3 separate regions of the Mus musculus genome follow, and regions 1 and 3 are each linked to region 2. Evidence: chromatin contacts called from public promoter capture Hi-C data. All regions are on one chromosome and are shown on one strand. The core of a region is the stretch at or near the end of the contact, and the rest is flanking DNA. Distances in the headings are between cores, read along the strand shown.

Evidence for each region. Promoter capture Hi-C pulls out the DNA fragments that hold promoters and counts their contacts.
Region 1: a promoter capture Hi-C map of pre-B cells shows a contact between it and region 2. The contact joins the promoter of Usp45 here to the promoter of Ripk2 in region 2. A contact is called at or near these places in 3 of 39 promoter capture datasets (cranial neural crest, liver and pre-B cells) and 3 of 484 Hi-C or Micro-C datasets (CD4 T cells and CD8 T cells).
Region 3: a contact with region 2 is called in a promoter capture Hi-C map of pre-B cells, with 3 times the contacts expected there. The contact joins the promoter of 2610301B20Rik here to the promoter of Ripk2 in region 2. A contact is called at or near these places in 1 of 39 promoter capture datasets (pre-B cells) and 2 of 484 Hi-C or Micro-C datasets (B cells and CD8 T cells).

What each region holds. Positions count from the first base shown.
Region 1 is chr4:21,774,989-21,777,688 of GRCm38.p6, forward strand. It overlaps Usp45 (ubiquitin specific petidase 45), which reads left to right and starts at 1,282. Exons shown (of 18, transcript NM_152825.2): 1 at 1,282-1,329.
Region 2 is chr4:16,162,271-16,164,970 of GRCm38.p6, forward strand. Ripk2 (receptor (TNFRSF)-interacting serine-threonine kinase 2) reads right to left here and starts at 1,373. Exons shown (of 11, transcript NM_138952.4): 1 at 954-1,373. The coding sequence starts at 1,126. A530072M11Rik (RIKEN cDNA gene A530072M11) reads left to right here and starts at 1,840. Exons shown (of 7, transcript NR_045765.2): 1 at 1,840-1,921.
Region 3 is chr4:10,873,105-10,875,839 of GRCm38.p6, forward strand. It overlaps 2610301B20Rik (RIKEN cDNA 2610301B20 gene), which reads left to right and starts at 1,394. Exons shown (of 6, transcript NM_026005.3): 1 at 1,394-1,668. The coding sequence starts at 1,511. It overlaps n-TSaga9 (a tRNA gene), which reads left to right and starts at 960; the gene lies at 960-1,041.

The sequences.
Region 1 (2,700 bases), core at 32-2,531, 5.6 Mb after region 2:
GGGTAGAGGAGCAGGGCGGGGTGGGGGGTATAGGGAACTTTCCGGATAGCATTTGAAATTTGAAATATATATAAAGAAAAGATCTAATAAAAAAAAAAAGAAAGAAAAACCAGAAAAAAACAAAAAACAAAAACCTGACACAATTTAGGATGCAAATTTTTGCATCTTTTACATAGTCTATTTCAAATTCAATACTAACATATGAAACTTGATATTTATACAGACAAATTTGAAATTTGTATATAGACTTTGGAATTATATCATAACCCAAACTGTTCTTACAGATGCAGCATTTCTTTTTTTCCCTGGAAGAAAATGACCTTCTAAAAGACAATTATGTACCCCATACCTAGTATCTTGACCAGCATGCTTGTATTCCACTGCATTTGTCTAATGAATGGTTCCTATAAACAACATAAAGGAAGAGTTCTCTCCTTTGCCAAGTTTCCCCATGGAAATGAATTAGATTTTTAAGTTAAAAAAAAAAAAAAAAGTGGAAACAACAAACCACAACAACAAACCCAGTCAGCTTTTGGTTCTTAACTGAACTCTTTTAAACTCCAACCCCAGCACACGATCCATTAGGTCACAACTTGTCCCTTGTGAAAGACTGTGGCTCATCAACTAGTGCTTGCAAGAAATTATTTTTTGTTTTTTAAATTTTTTTATTTTTTGTAACAGGAAGAGGGTATCGGATCCCATTACAGATGGTTCTGAGACACCATGTGGTTGCTGGGAATTGAACTGAGGATCTCAGGATGAGTAGTCAGTGTTCTTAACCACTGAGTCATCTCTCCAGCCCCACAACAAAATTTCAAACCAACTGTTTTTACTCAAAAGCAAGGTGTACATTGTTGTAACAGATGATCGGATTGAGCAGAATTACAGGTGTGATGTACAATCTAGTTCAGAAGTGAGAACCACGTGAAATAAAACGTTAAAATCATATAGAGTGAATCTCAGATGCGACTTTAGGTTCCGAGTTGGGTGATGGAACAAGGGAAGCTGTCTTAAAAGGCACCCAGCAAGTGGGACGCAGCTCACTAAAGCCAGCGCCTGCATCCAGGCCCCGTGGCTGGCACTGTAATCAGTTGGCTGCAGGGCGCCATCCCCTCATCCCATCTACACTCCTCCACCATGCTCCAACCTCCAAGCCGCCAAAGGAAAACCCAGATCTGGGTCTGGACTCAAAGTCCCGCCTTCGGCCCACCCAGAACACCAGACCCCGCCCTCGCCCCCGCCCAGGACGCCAAGCCCCGCCTTCTCCGGGTTCCCCTCTGCACAGGCGCAGAAGCTCCTGCGTGTGGAAGCTGCGGCCCGGCGGGCGGGGTGAGTTGGGGCCCAGGCTTTGGGGTCACTGTAACCACTGTGTCTTCGCTTGGGCGACGAGACCTTCCTGTACGTCAACCAGCCTAGAAAGAGAGGTTTCCTAGCCTACCCTCGCGTCCAGATTCACAAAGGCACCAGGCGGCCTCCCGGGCCGAGTGCTGGCGGCAGGGGGGAAGAGCCGGGGTCGGGGAGGGAGCCAGGCCGAGTCTCGTCTTTTTGGTGACCCGGGCATGCAGCGTCCGCTTGTCCCCTCGGGGTCTCCCCTCGCAGCACATCCCGCTCTGCTAACTTGGGGTGCATTCATGGCCTGACGAAGAGCCTAGACACAGCTTTTTGGCGACGCCAAATATTAGGTTAGGGGTCGATCCTATACCTGAGCCCACGTCCGGCTCCCGGACTTCTGCAAGTCACTTTACCTCTATCCAGTTCCAAGTGTAAATTAAGGATGATGATAGTGACGTATCTCAAAGTGCTTGTAAGAGGTTCATAGAATTGAGTGTTTTGAGCCCGGGTATCTAAAAGGAAGATGTTTGCATTTCCTCTTCTCACGCTGGAGAATAGCAGCCCAAAACTTAAAAAAAAATCAAAACAAAAACCAATTTGACAAGGGAAGCTTGTAGCCAGTTGAAAAGTGTGATATTAATTGCGTTAGCCGTACATCCTTTGTTAGAGGTAACGCAAGTGCTAGATAATATTTAAATTAAAAGCTGAAGTTGACGTCTCAGCAGGTCGCCAAACCTGATGGTTCAATCTCCTGGACCCACGAGGTGAAAGAGAGAAGCTACTCTGACCTCACTAATGCAAATCGAAACACTAAACACGTGCACAGCCATACATATAAAATACATCAATAGATTTATGTTTTAAAAGAAAGCTGTAACGTTTGATGTTTGCAAAACCTCAAAAAAAAAAAAAAAAAAGAAAGAAAGAAAAAGCCAGAACATGTTTGTGGTGAAGTCAGGCCTGAAACTTCTGTCCTTTGATGGCTCTGCCTGCAACATTGGCCCTTGTTTGGCATCTTAAAACTTGGAGTTTGGGCATGTTCTGATGTAGTAGTAATTGTTCTATACTCAGCATTATGTTTCATGCCAAAATGACCAGTTACCATACAGTTTCTGTGCTCCAAGTCTCTAATGGGTTCCCCTGAACCCAGATTCATGTTGCTGCTTAGTCCTTGTCTTACCCACCTGAAGAGAGAGACTTTATGGAAGTTATGGGCAAAGTACCCTTTTCCAGTCTAGTCGGGTTGAGTGTTCATAGAATGTACCATGAAATATACAACCATGTGCTGAATCCTGTGAGTCAGTCCTCTTGACTCCTCAGTGCCAGGAGAGACTTGGAGGTTTCCAGACACAATTTTGATAATGGAAA
Region 2 (2,700 bases), core at 123-2,622:
GAGGCCTGTAGCCACCAAGGTTAGCAAGTGCACTAAGAACTGAATGAAGGTCTAGTTCAATTTCTGATGGAAGTGAAACACACAAGAGTTCTGACTAGATCCATTGACTAACACATACAGCCACAGATCTATGGTATTTAGTTGTAATGTTTTCCTAGAAACAGAAACCAACGCTTTTTTTTTTTCTTTCTTCTGAATATGTGGGAGCTGGACACAAATAATACCAGGGCAAGGGATGGTCAAAACTTTTATTCTTCACAAATTTTGACCATTTAATAGCTTTTGATTCATTTTACTGTTACAAAAAACATTGCACACTTCCTTTGGGGACTTCCAAGGCAAGAGCTCGAATAACAACTGGTAATGTAGAATTTGATAACTGAACTTCATGAGGGCACGTAATAAACCACAAAGAAAACAAAACCAACCAAATCAAACCAAACCAAGCCATAATATGCAGGCTCAGGAGCAGGAGTGAAACACACATAAAACCCTAGAAAAATATTTTGACGTTTAATCAATATAAAAACACCGGTATAGTATTATTATTTTTCTTTTTAGTGCTAAATGCTCAAACTCCGGTGTGTATTTTGCAGTCACTGCGTACTTCATTTCCAAGAGCAGTTTTTAGAGTTCCACAGCTCTTACCGCTAACAGCTAGCTAAAACAAAGCAAAGCCCACAAGCACTGTACCAACACACGTCGGGTTCAATAAACAGGGTTTTAGAGGTGGCCGTGATTGCAGGTTTTTGGAGAGTGGGAACACCTCGGGTGGGAGGAGAGGCAGGGCGAGTTGCAAAGTCTGACGCACGTCCAGGATGGTTTCTCCCTTGGATCAGGTTAGCCCAAGGACTTAAGGACTCGCCGCGGCGGAGCCGGCGCATCGCCATAGTGCGGCCGGTCTGTGGACCACCCAGCCCGCGTCTGTGTGGGGCCCCGCGCCGGCGCCCTACCTGTCGAGCAGCGGCGTGTGGATGTGTAGGTGCTTCACTGCCACCCGCACGCGCCAGTCTGCGTGTCGTGCCGACGAGACCGTGCCAGAGGCGCCCCGGCTGAGGTAGTGCAGGTCGGCGAGCTTGTGGTACGGGATGGGGGGTAGCGCGCTGCAGATGGCGTCCCCGTTCATGGCTCCGGCTGCGCGGCGGCTCCGCCCGACCCTGGCCGCGGCGCTAGGTCCCGGGGCGGCCCATTCCCGCGTGGCCGCTGCAGTTCCGGCCCGGTCAGCTGTGCCAGGGAGCCCGTCGGGTCTGCGGCCGCGCCGGGGTGGACCGTCCTCCTCCCTCCTCCTGGACTCGGCGGGCTCCTCCCTCCGCCGGCCCTCCCTGGGCGGGCTCCTACCTTCACCAACTCCTCAGCCCCTGCCTCCTACCCCTGGCTTCTCCCTCCGCCGGCTCCTCCCTCCGCCGGCTCCTCCCTCCGCCGGCTCCTCCCTCCGCCGGCTCCTCCCTCCGCGGTCTCCTCCCTCTGCCGGCTCCTCCCTCTGCAATCTCCTCTCTCTGTGAGCTCCTCCCTCTGCCAGCTCCTCCCTCCGCCGGCTCCTCCCTCTGCCAGCTCCTCCCTCCGCCGGCTCCGCCCTCCGCCGGCTCCTCCTTCTGCCAGCTCCTCCCTCCGTCGGCTCCGCCCTCCCCCAGCTCCTCCCTCCGCCGGCTCCTCCTCCGCCCGCTCTTCTGTCCTCTGGCTCCTCCTTCCGCCGGCCCCTCCCTCTGTAATCTCCCATCTTTGCGGGCTCCTCCCTCTGCCGGCTCCTCCCTCTGCAAGCTCCCCTCTCTGCGGGCTCCTCCCTCTGCCGGCTCCTCCCTCTGCAGATCATGGGCGTGTCTCAGAGGCCTCCCTCCCCCCACAAGCCGGGTGGACATCGCTGAGGCTTGGAAAAGATTTCCTCCGGGGAAAATCCCTCCGGAGTTCTCCAGTCTGGTGTCAGGTGGGTCGGCTGGATTTTCCTTTGGCCCGAGTGTCTTCCTTAGACTCCAAACCCTGGACGTGATAGGGTGTGGGGTGACTACTGCTGGGGAGCCTGGTGCCCCACTTCCTGAGCTGTAAACCATCTGGTTGCTTCCACTCCAGTCTTTACTCAGTGGCTGCCACTTGTGAGAAGTGAGGTAGAGAGGCTAGCGCTGTCAGTGTGACAAATTGAGGTGTTTAGCTTATATGACTTGCTCCCTTACCAGGAAACGGTTTCTTCTTTTATTCCTCAAAGCCTACTCACAAATAGAAATATAAAACCATTTCTTGTGTTTGGGAAGTCTTCCATCCAAAAAGAAAAACAAAGGCAAAAACAAACAAAACCAAACAACCAAAATCCAGCACTATTTCATCTTTTTACTGTAAACACCTTTCTACTTAGATAACTGTTCAGTACGATGTTTGGCGCAAATATCTCATATTTGTGAGCGATATAGTTCCACGATCCTACACGCACCAGGATACTACAATCTGTAATTGTCCCTTATATTATTAGTGTAATATATATAACACCGACATTTCCTTCCCTATACTCTAGTTCTTAATAGTTTTTTACAAGTCTACATTCTAAGATTATGTTTTCTTGGGCTGGAGTCATGGGTAAGCCGTTAAGAGGGCTTGTTCTTCCAGAGGATCTGAGGTTTGTTATCAGTACTCGAATCTAGTAGCTCACAGCTGCCTGCTCTCCAGCTCCAGGGAATCTGACCAACACTTCTGGCTTCTGCAGGCAACACACAT
Region 3 (2,735 bases), core at 144-2,643, 5.3 Mb before region 2:
CTATAACATTACATTTTAAGTAATGGTTGCACTCAACAATAGGCCGCCAAAAAAAAAAAAAAAAAAAAAAAAAAAAAAAAAAAAAAACCATCATCCTTCCAAAGGCTTCTGGTGAGCTGTTACCTACCATTTTTATATTGCGCACCGTTACATGTTGCTCCTCGGGAAATTTAAAACTATTTTGAACGAATTAAGTAAATGAAACTAACAAATCACCTGGCTCAGATGTCTGCCGAACTCAGAGTGCCGACTTCTTGGCTAATACAACTTTAGAAATGCAATGTGCTCGCTATGTTCATGAAGCGGTGCTGTGATCTAGGTCTGTGTTACAAACCGACTCCAGGGAGGCTGAGGTAGGAGAGACCTCAAGTTCTAAGGCTAGCCCAGGCTATATAGATATGACTGCCTGCTCAAACCATAAGAATTGAAAATACTGTGGGGGCTTGTTTTGTTTGTTTTGCTTTATTTTGTTTTGGGTTTTGCACCGTGGTTTATATTCTTTTTCAAAGTAGTGCTTCATATCCTGGTGAGACAGTCTTGCGATTCATAAATTGATAGGAATCACTATTTTATTGGTAATGAGAGAAAAACGGTCTAGGAGCTGCTTGTCAAAGGAAAACTAGAAGTGTGCGGGGAAGCTGGGAGGCTGGCCAGAGGTCCTGCAATTCCAGTCTCTCTACTGCAAATGCCTCTATCAATAAGAAAGTAGCCGGGGCCCCTCTCTCGCTTCTCTCCCTCCCTTTCTCCTCTCGACCGCACCCCCCCCCCCACCCCCCACTCTAGCTTTGAAGACTCAGCTCCAACACTTTTATGTCACAGAAAAGAGGGGCAGAATTCTTCAAAGCACAATGTTCGAATGTGCTTAAGCTTTTTCACTCCGATCCAAGCCAGCTTGAGTGCGGCATAAGTTTCCAATGCAGAGTCTACATAGAATCTTCCTGCCAAAATTAGCATCACCAGTAGTCGTGGCCGAGTGGTTAAGGCGATGGACTAGAAATCCATTGGGGTCTCCCCGCGCAGGTTCGAATCCTGCCGACTACGGAAGGGAATGTTTTTTGCCACCGAATGAATAATTTTGGATCTGCAGATTCCCCGATGAAACATACAGCCTGCCAAAGCGACCAGGGGTCGCCACGGGGTGGAAAGAGAGGCTGTTGGGGTGGAAAGAGAGACTGTTTGTGATCAGGCGCCGGAGCGGAGCGGGAGAGGTGAAGGGCAAAGCGGGCCCACAGGCTGCGTGGACGGCAAGGGAAGCGCTCCGGGCACGCAGGACCCACCGACAACATCCGCGGCGGCCGGCCTCAGCGGGTCCCCGGGCCTCGGGACCCCCTGCCACCGCGAGTGCGCGCCCGTCAGCGCCGCGGCAGCGCGCGCGCCCCCCGAGTCGCCCGGAGGTTTGCGCAGGCGCGGAAGGTTGTGGGGAACCCGCTCCCGGGCGCGTCGGTTTCTCGCGTTGCCGTGGAAACCACCGGCCAGCGAGGCTCGGGAGAGAAAGACGCGTCTGTTCAAGATGGCGAAGGACCTGGACGAACTTCTGGATGAAGTCGAGACCAAGTTCTGCAGACTCGACCCCTTGAGGCTGGACCTGGGTGAGCGGCCCAAAGGCGACGGCGGCGGCGGCTCGCACAGCGGCGACCGGAACGGAGCCCAGGAGAAAGAAACTCTCAGGTTAACGCAGGCGGGTGGACGGTTCTGCTACAGCCCTGCTCGGGGCGCCTAAGCCGGCCTCCGCCGCCGCGCGCCCCCGCGGCCTGGGCTACTGTCCTAGCCCTCGACGGCCCTCGGGTCACGGCTCAGACCCCGCCCCTGGGCGAGCCTGAGGGAGCTGAGACCCTACCTGACAGCCCTAACCTGACGTGGATCGGGGTGTCCCTCCCCTGAGACACGACAGGGCCACGCTGACCAGACCCACAGCGTTCTCATCGGCGAGGGGCCCTGACTGCAAATGTCGTGCCTCTCACGCCGTTACCAGGCAACCCTTAGGGAACCGGTAGGCCAGCTGTTAGAAGACCATTTTATTGTCTGATTTGTTTAAGCTCGAGGAGTTAGATGAGAGTATATTTAATTATTAAGAGTATCCATTGCAAATATCTGAATTAAATAAATTGCCCAGTTGCCTGCCATTCCCCGTGTCTCCAAAGTTAAGGGACCCAGCAAATGTCCTATTATATCCAGGTCGAAGTTTAAAGACACTTAAATCTTTGGGGATTTGAACAACAACAATAAAAAGCAGGCGTCGTTGCATTATCCTTTAAAGTGAGATCTTAGGCTCAGTAATAACTCCTGCTAGGACCTGCCGCTTGCCTAGACCATTGGGGGAAAGGCTGGTGTTTCTTCCATTAATGTATAAGGTATTACTTTGCAGTGTTTGCTTTGTGTTTGGCTTGGTTTTGTTCCTTTGTGGTTGGAGAGAATTTGTCAGGCCTTTTCATCTTGGAACCAACATAAAGAAGCTTAGACTGTCTCCACACTGAAAGGATGGCCATTTCTGTGGCTTCTCCCCAGCCATGTGATCTTTCCTGCCTGTGTCTGACTACCAGACTCCACCCACACCCTCCTCTCCCTGCCCCCACCTTAGCACATTTATAATGCCTAAAGTGAATCACAACTGTTATCACTTGTGTTAAACTTTTTATCAGGGACAATGATTAGAAGTTGTGCAAAAAACAACAGCAAATACCCTAAGCCAAGTTTTAAATACAGTTCCTTTCTGGTATGGAATGCCATCACTGAAG